Regions from separate parts of the Mus musculus genome. Here region 2 is linked to region 1. A link is a contact called in public Hi-C data. All regions are on one chromosome and are shown on one strand. The core of a region is the stretch at or near the end of the contact, and the rest is flanking DNA. Distances in the headings are between cores, read along the strand shown.

Region 1 (4,609 bases), core at 204-2,703:
TAGTGTTCTAAGTACTTCTTCACTATGCTGTATGAGATGGAATGTGTTATGTTCGGTATGTCTTAGGAATGAGGAAATCTAAGCATAGAAGTTCAGAGGAGTTAAGTTCCCACTCAGGGTTAGCACAACTTGAGAATTAGGTATTGACTCCAAAGTCTGTCTGTGAACCAACAAGCCCTACAAACCATAGTCACACATCCATTCATTCAACGTTTATAGAGAAGCTACCGTGGGCTCGAAGGGTGCACTATCAACCCAAACTAAGAAAAAAGAAAATCCGGTCTCATGGCACTTACTTCTAGTGAAGTAAGCTATAGAAGCTATAGAAGATGGGACAACACCCATTCATATGGTGTGATGGACATTGCTTAAAGATCTGGCTGCTAGCCATCTAGTCAGGTACACCTATTCACACTGGGAAATTATCCACTCTATTAGATGGAGTCTGTGGGGATTGTCACTAAAGGTGCCCAACTCTGCTAGCCATTCCAGCATGGGTGACTTTATTGTAGTATTTGTCTCTTCAGAATAGTAGCAACAAGACTGAGAATTGTTGGAGTTCCATCCCAGTGGTGGCTCCCTGATAAAACTATTGAGAGATCACTGCCACACAGACTTTTACCCCTGCCCAGATTTCAACCTGTTTATAGGCCCTGCTCTACAAATGTATTGATTCTGAGCTACCTGATGGCCTTCTAGAACTGGGAAGGGACTGGCTCTGAGGCTTATGATGAAAGAACTCCAAATCTGGAGCTTAGGAGAAGGTCCCTAAAACTGCTGAGAACCAATCGAATGTTAGTGCCTCCTAATCACCCCTAGAAACTTCATCTCCAGCATCTAAATATGAGCGGCTGGTATTTCCTCAGTCTTATGTAAAATCTTTAAGCCAAACTGCTGCAAGCTTCCTTCCTGAGACTATGTTACCTCAGTAAGAGCTTTGAGAGGAGCCATTCTGAAGCCAACACTGCAAGCCATTTCACAGCAGAGACTGAGGTACAACATCACAGGTTGGTGAAACTGGGATTCAAACCAAACTGTATGGAAAGCTAAGGTTAGAGCTGAGCCTGGCTTCAGAACCAGGCCAGCAGCATACAGACAAGAAAAACCAGCTTCCTAGGCCCCATCTAAACTCACCCAATCAAAATCTCTATGTCAGGGGCCAGGGATTTTCATTTCCACACACTAACCCGTGATCCTGAGTGCTCTCTCCCCCATCCCATCCTGAATTGGATAGCCAAGGTTTTCAGTGCTGGACCAGAGCACAGAGCGCTGTCTAAGATTAGGATGTGGGCATCTGACCTCACTAAAGTGCTGATCCTGATTCAGAAGGTTTGAAGTGAATCGAGAAAGCCTCCCTTCTCATAAATTCCCAGATGACTAGATGGGTCACATGGATCGGGATGAAGCTAAGCCGGAAGCTGGCGTCAGAAGGCAGGGAGGCAGGAGAGAACCAAAAAGCAGGCAGAGCTTCGTACTCATCATGCCTTGGCAAACAGACAGAATGCAGCCTAGGAGCCTGCAAAACCAACAGCTAAGCCTCTTAACGACAGCACCGTTGCTATCCTTCGGGCTTAACCTGTGCGGCTCATAAGCAGTTACAAAACCCGACCCATTAATTATGTCCTCGGATAGCTCCTCTACTGTTCCTGTCTCCCTGATTCCTGGTTCAGCATTTTAAGCTGAAACAAAAACAAAGAGGTGATTCTGAAGTGCAATCTCATGCAATTAGGTGCTTTGTTCTTAATTAGAGTGTAAAGTTCCCTTTCGGTAGGCCTTTGAATCCGAGTAGATAATCAGCTTCATGTTTACTGTTCTAATAAAAACTACTTTATATTATGAAAACGAAAGTGTCTAAAGGCTGACATTGATTCCAAATGATGTATGCTACAGAATCAAATTATTCCAAAGCATTTGTGCATATTCGATTACCAGAACTGGCCCGTCCATCCCTTCCCGTTCATCATTCATCGTTCATCAAAGCATTCAATACTAATTACAACTCAGGTATTATGCTGAGCGCTGGCATATGTTACTGACAGCAGATGGTCCCAAAGGCCTCATTCAGAAACTTGGAAATTGAGTCTCTGCATGGAGTTTAATCAAACTCTTAGGATCTCCTCCGGTGTTGGATTTACTTATTTAGTAGAAGAATGTGTGCAAATCCCTGTTCTGGGTTCTCTGGAGGAGACTGAGAAGTGAGGGTTGAGTTCCAGACAGTGAGAAATGAACAACAGGTGGTCTGGGTTCTGCTCGAAATCCGAGTCACATGAAAATTGGATGTGGATTTGTTTCTGGGTCATTTCCATTCCAGATTTCAGTGTGCACGTTTGGATGTATTATGCATACATATGCATGTCATGTCATACATGTAGGGGTCAGAGGACAACTATGGGAATTGGTGCTCTCTACTATGTAGGTCTTAGGGACATCAGGTTTGGTAGCATGTACCTTTACCTGATGAGCCATCTCACTGGCCCTAAAGTTTAGCCACCACAGTAGTTATATATAAAGGCAAAACTATAATTGAATTTATATTTGTGTAAGTGTAAGCAGTATATTCAGGGTAGTTAGGAGAACCTCAGAGCCCCTTATACCATATACAGAAGTATATTAAGCCTGTTTGAAATTCTCTGATTTATACACAAATTATTTCTAAATTCGCTGTTTTTAACACATATGAATAGTATTAAGTTGTGTCTTAAGCACTCATATAAATTCTTTATGATGGGACTAAGCTGTTTAAAGAAACTCCTGGAAGAGATAGGAGAGAATATGAAAAAGACAGTAAGGCGTCCAGAACCATACAAGACTGGAACAGCAATGCATCATGGGAAGAAGTGCATCATGGGAAGGGTGGGAGTGAAGGGCATCATGGGAAGGATGAGAGTGAAGTGCATCAAGGGAAGGGTGGGAGTAAAGGGCATCATGGGAAGGGTGAGAGTGAAGGGCAGTTGAGCTGAGGAACATATAAGAAGGGTAGAAGAGAAAGAAGAGATGCAGGAGCAGCTCACAATTACCCTGAAGGACTTGAGAAGAAAGGCAACACACCAAAAGCAGCTTTATCTCGTGGGAGAGACCAAAATGGACCAAAGTACCTAGAATAACCACCCACACATCATTCTCTATCCATGGGCACTGCCACGGTCTGCTGTGGTGTTTCCCATATGACCTAATTTTATGTATTGTAAATATATGTTTTTATCTTCAATTTTTTTCAATTAGAATACCTGACCAAGATACCAGGAACTTGATCATGTTCTCTGATGCATTCCCTAAATCTAGATCAACGATTGGCTACAGTGAATATGTAGCAAAATATTAATTGAAAGAATTAATAAATAAAGCTGAAAAGGAGAAGAAAAGACAATAATAACAGTGACCCAAACAGAGATACAATGAACAAAAATGGTAGAAAATAAATGGTAAATAAAACTGCAATTATTGTACAATTTAAGATTTAAGCAGTTATGTGCTGTGCTTTGAGTATGATTTGTTCTGGCCCATGCTCAGACTCGGGCCTGGTGCCCAATTTGTAGAGTTAAGAGTCAGAGCCTTTATGTGGTGATTAGAGTAAGGGGTTTAATATTATTCTCATGACACTAGACTTGTTTCCTTGGAATGGATTAACAGTGTTACAATAGGCTGTTACAAACAAAGCCAGAGGCTGGGTGTGTAGCTTCTGGATAAAGCCTTCCCTAGCATGTACAAGGTCAAGAGTTCAATACACAGGATTGTACTACACCCCAATGCTTCCATCTCTCTTCAGTAGTTCCTACACGCACTGTTGCTTTCTAGTCCATTCCACTGTTGTTTCACCCAGACCTTCTTCACCTCTGGAACCATGAGCCCCAAACTCTCTTCTCTGTAACTTACCCAGTCTTAGTAACTCTGAAACAGAAAGCAGATTAAGACAATATATGAGACCCTAAATAGATTCAAATACATTCAGCTCCAACTGTAGCATCAAAAAAAAAATTTATACACACACACACACACATATACATACACACACACACATATATACGTATATGTATATATATATATATATATATATATTCTTTTGTTTTATATATGTATATAAAACATATATAAAACAAAAGAATGTAACAATTCTAGGAGAGGAAAAACTGGTCCCTTGATTCCAACTTAAAGGATACTCAAACTACAGAAAAGCTCTAAGCCTTTCCACCCTTGGCTACAGAAAAGAGCTTTCTAGAAAAGCTTCCTTGCCCTGGGGCATCTTTGGACCCTGTGTGTAATGTCACTGGAGGGAGCATCAAAACTTAGTGGAATCTGCTCAGAAAAAGAAGAAAATGCTCTGGGATAAATAACCCGTATTAAGCCAGTGACTAGTCAGAAAGGACAATTGGACTAACCAGCCCTCCTGCCTGTCACTCCCTCCCCTCCCCACAGACAGTGCCCTATTGTTCGGATTGTGTTTATCTGAGAGGAGACAAAGCCTGGCTGTGTGCTTGTAGTTGGGTACCTCCTAGTACTGATTTTGCCAAATGTCTTGGTGGAACAGGAGTGATGGTAAAGAGGCTGGATTAGGCAAAAGACAATGAGCAGCTTGTGACTCTATCAGGAGAGACTCTTTCTTCCCCATCAA
Region 2 (4,702 bases), core at 1,389-3,888, 100 kb after region 1:
CAAAAGATCTCATGAAGTTGTGAGGGGCAAGTTTTGAGGGAAATAAGGAGGAAGTTGGAGGGGAGAGATTTGGGGATTGGATTTGTTTCAGATACATTGTGTGCATGTATGAATGCTAAAAATAAATTTACCTATTTTTATTGTTGTTTTGAAATGTCACTTATGTCTGCTAATCCTTGTTTTCAAAATTGTGCTTGCTGTTCTGCTGTGTGCATTTGGGGCTTATGCGGAGTCCCAGTCAGACATTTCTCCTGATTGCCATTCAGTGTTCTAGGACAACAAAGGTTGGGTGAGCAGGCAGCCTGACTTGGCAAGCACTGGCTTCTCTGGTTTTACCTGCTCTAGGAGACAGACAGCATTTTCTTTCTCTTGAGTCCAAGTGAGGGGGATTATTTCTTGTGTCTTTTTAAAGAACTGGATCTGGGTTTTGTACAAAACCCTGTGAGAACATTGCTCTCTGTGCACTCTCAGTCGTAATGCTGTCCCTTAAGTCTCCTGTACTTCCAGCTTGGCAGGCTGACGTTTCAACAGCTATGGCTGCCTGTATTGTTTTCTTTATTAGCTTTATTGAGCTGATATTCTGAGGTGGATACTTAGAAGGAAACCAGATGACTGATGTGGTCATCTGTAATAATCAACTGTGTCTGTATTTTGTAGAATGAATAGTAATTTAGAGATAATTTCATTATTTGGAATGAATTATATTTTTCTATTATAGAATAACAGATACCATTGGACCAACAGAAACCTCAATTGCACCAAGACAAAGACCAAAGGCCAATTCCACTGCTGCCACTTCCAGTGTGCTGACCATTCAGAGTTCAGCAACGCCTGTCAAAGTCCCTGCTCCTGGGGAGTTCAGCAACCACAAACCCAAAGGTAATTAGCCTTTGCAATTCTGACCTTTCGATAAGGTTTGTTTGCCTTGGAGTATAAATAAATTTAATTGACCATCGTAAAGCACAGAGCCCAGTGCTTTAAGGAAAGCCTGGCTACATGGCTCGGTCAGTAACGTGCTCGCTGTGCAGGCATGAGCACCCAGGTGGAGATCCCTGCCCCCTCAGTAAAGACAGATGGGCATGGCAGTGTGCTTCCGCAACCCAGCCTGGGTGTGAGGTGGTGCACGGTGTGGTGGGAGTGGGCCGCTGCGGGGGATGGGCTAGGGGTAGAGACAGGCCTGTTTCCGGTTTGAGGGCCAGCCAGTCCAACTGCAATGACAGCTTAGTGAGAGACTTGTCTTTAACAGAAAAACGTGGGACAGTGACTGAGGACATCCAGACCCCAACCTTTGTCCTCTGCATGTGGATGAGCCCTCTCATGTACACACACGCACACACACACACGCACGCACGCACGCACGCACGCACGCACACACGCACACACGCACCACAAGAAACTGTCTACTGATGTCCCGTAAACCAAACCTTTTTTATTTAAATTAAGGACCTCAACATAAAACCAGATACACTGAATCTGAACTATTTTTTTCTAAAGGCAAAGCAGAGTTATTAGTGATATAAATGTTTATAGAAGTCTCGGTTTGCTTTGATATATGGTCATCTCTTTGATATATGGACCCAAGCTCATCTCTTGGGTCATCAGCCGAGAGCTTTGAGGCTGGCTGTACAAGCGCAGGAGACTTAGATTGGACAGGAAGGGATTTCAAGTTCATCTCGTAGTGTTACAGGTCTCTCGAGCCTTGGGGAAGGAGCCATGTGGAGATGACAGCATAAGCACTGTCTCATTTGATTGTGAGAAATCGTTTTTATAATGCTTTTTTGTTTGAGTCAGGGTTTCTCTGTGTAGCCCTGGTTATCCTGGAACTTGTTCTGTAGACCAGGATGACCTCACACTCACAGAGATCTGCCTGCCTCTGCCTCTGTAGTGCTGGGATTAAAGGGATATGTCACCACCATCTGGCCTGTTTTTATAGTCTTAAAATGCATTATGATTGTGTAATGCCTAAAATAGATATTCCTGTAGAATATCTCCAATAGAGTAAATTTAAATTTTTAAGGTGTCAAAGATGTAGTCTGAAGAGTCACCTCCAGAAGACCCTTATTTACATAATATTTCCTGACAAATCTGTCCTGTTTTAAGTTTTTATTACAGATACTGTAGTGGTTAAGAATACATATTTGAGTCATGAATCCGATTTGAGTTTCATTTCTCCCATTTTCTTTAAACTAACATACATAATAAAAGCATGTGTAGCTGTCTACTCGGATTCCTGAGACCTTTACCTGTCTGCGTAACATAAAGCCTGATCCAGAAGTGTTATGAGATGGTAGCTGTCACTTATTACTACGTAAGTCTAGGCTCAGGGACAGCAGGCGATGCTTCTCTTTGCATTCATTACCTCGCACATTGTGGCAATGAGTTTGTGGTATTGAAATGCATCAATTGGAATATTAAATCCATGGATAGGAGAGATGACATTTTGAACTCATTTGTATATCATTCCCATTTCACTTAAAAATCATTTTCTGTGTGTAGATGTTTTGGCTGTATATATGTATACCATGTATATACTTGGTAGCAGGGTCCAGGAAAGATGTCTTGGAACTGGACTTAGAGACAGTTGTGAGCCACTGTGTATGTGATGGGACCTGACCTGATCCTCTAAGAGCAGGGATTACCCGCAGATGCTGAGCTATCCCTCCAGTCCCCAGTGACATCATTTGCTGTTATTAGTAGTGTGGTGGTGAACAGCTTTACAATCAGTTCTTGACTTCCATGCCGGTGCATTTGTCTGAGGATTATATTAAACATATCTGGGGGCTGGAGAGATGGCGCCTTGGTTAAGAGCCTTTGCTGCTCTTCCAGCAAGCCCTCACTTGGTTCCCAGTTCATACATGAGGCTGCTCAAATCTTCCTGTAAGTCCAGCTCCAAGGGCACCTGCATGAACATGCTCTCTCACACACACCTCTCGTAAAGGAAACTTTAAAGAGGAATATTCATTTACAATTTGTGAACAGTCAGATTTGACCCAAAGATTCCAGGAACTTACAGCATCAGCCACAGTTTCAGTCCCCTTTACTCTGGTCTTTGCAACATTTGAGAGTTGTCCTGAGCCATCTTGGATAGGGTAAGGCATGCAGGTGACTTTACTGGAGGTGGCCCACTGTTTTTGCATGGCTGTGATGGATAAACTGAATTGCAGGGCCTTCAGAAATTTCATCTCAGGAGTGCTTCTTGCAGCTCATATACCTTTCCTATCACTATTACATAGTATAAGGATTCCTGGGCATAGCCCACCCTATTGGGTAGATTTCCTACAGATCAACATAAAGATGAACTTTCATGAATTAATACTGTTTAGATAAATTAATGACTTTATAAAATTCCTCATTTGGTTAAAATAATTTTAGGAAGAAAGTTTTAAAAGATGGTTTTATTTTGCCAAAAAGATATAATAAAATTTGAAGCAAGTATAGAATGTGCCCACTCCTCATAGAAGGTAGGTAAAGGCTGTGTAATAAAGAATACAGTAAACTTTCACAATTACACTGAAAAGAGAAATAGGCTTGAGACAAATTTGTGATCAAAGAAAAACATTCATTTTAGGTCAGATCCAAGGGTGAAGCCACAGATGTGCTCTATGATAAAGCAAGGCCATGTGAAACCATTGCTCTGAACTTATAATGAGCTTACAGATTGGAACACTGCTTTGAACTTACTGCCCACATCCTTCTGTAACTCCCCTTTTGTGTAACATTTTATTTATTTATTTTCTAAGAACTTCTGTCTATAGAAAGTCCAGAGAAAAGAAATAAAATGTGCCTTCGGGGCCTCTGCCCCATCCATCCATTCATCCATCCATCCATCCATCCATCCATCCACCAAATGTCTATGTATGGTATTTGGGGCTCAGCCCCATCTGTACATTTATGTATATATACATGTATACGTATATGTCTATGTATGTAAACACACTTAAATATTTGTGGAGTTGGTTGAGACAGGTGGTTAGAATGTATGTGTGTATGAGTGTGCGTGTGAATCTGTGCATATTGCCTGTGTAAAAGATTTAAATTCTTTTCCTTTCCTTTCTCTTTGGTTCATGAAGAGTTAAGGAGTGTAAGCCTCTCACCTGGCCAGCGAGAGGCTCCAGGGCAAAGGAGAAAGGAACTCTACACTTAGTCCTTTACTTAATTCCCTGAGGCCGCTGCCAGCAGGAATTAATTACCAAATGCCCATCTGCTGTCTGTCTGTCTATATTTATGTACGATTAAGATAAAAAAAAGAGTTCAGAATTTTTTGCTGGGCATTCAGTTTTGTTCCATCAGTAGTATTGACCCCTTAAATCCCATCTGCTATCAGCATGATCCAAATCGCCAAGACTGCTTCCTCATTGGCTGCCTTCCCCTGGAAACTCTGTGATGCTGGGAAGGTCCCTAGCAGGTAAAAGTTTTTGAAAAATGCTTGCCCAGTGGTCGGTGAAATGATTTTTCTCTTTAGATTATTTTCTCATCCAGTGTTTTTATTAATTTAAAAAACTTGCATACAAAGTAATGGATTTTATGTTATTCTTATATATGTATGAAATATATGTACATATGTAATATTATATATGTTAACCTTCTCACTGTCCTTTCCTCTTTGTCCCCCCATAGCCCTCTTGTTCCCCCCAGATACATATTCATTGTACTTTTATGCCGCATATATTCAGTTACCCTCTCTGATCTCTCCTTTCTGTTA

Evidence for each region. Hi-C and Micro-C count contacts between places; a contact is called where the count stands out from the background.
Region 2: a contact with region 1 is called in a Hi-C map of rod photoreceptor, with 1.9 times the contacts expected there. The contact joins two enhancer-like sites. A contact is called at or near these places in 5 of 484 Hi-C or Micro-C datasets (embryonic fibroblasts, liver, nephron progenitors and 2 more) and 2 of 115 datasets of contacts at active chromatin or transcription factors (fetal liver and microglia).

The regions. Positions count from the first base shown.
Region 1 is chr5:96,952,663-96,957,271 of GRCm38.p6, forward strand. No RefSeq gene overlaps it. Among named protein-coding and RNA genes, the nearest start is that of Gm46916, 14 kb to the left of the region's middle. Within about 2 kb of position 1,454, at least 31 of the 459 cell types and tissues checked have an H3K27ac peak or open chromatin away from gene starts, as enhancers often do. A contact at or near this core is called in rod photoreceptor, where this site is marked.
Region 2 is chr5:97,056,148-97,060,849 of GRCm38.p6, forward strand. Bmp2k (BMP2 inducible kinase) reads left to right here. Exons shown (of 16, transcript NM_080708.1): 10 at 719-879. Among named protein-coding and RNA genes, the nearest start is that of Paqr3, 53 kb to the right of the region's middle. Within about 2 kb of position 2,639, at least 8 of the 459 cell types and tissues checked have an H3K27ac peak or open chromatin away from gene starts, as enhancers often do. A contact at or near this core is called in rod photoreceptor, where this site is marked.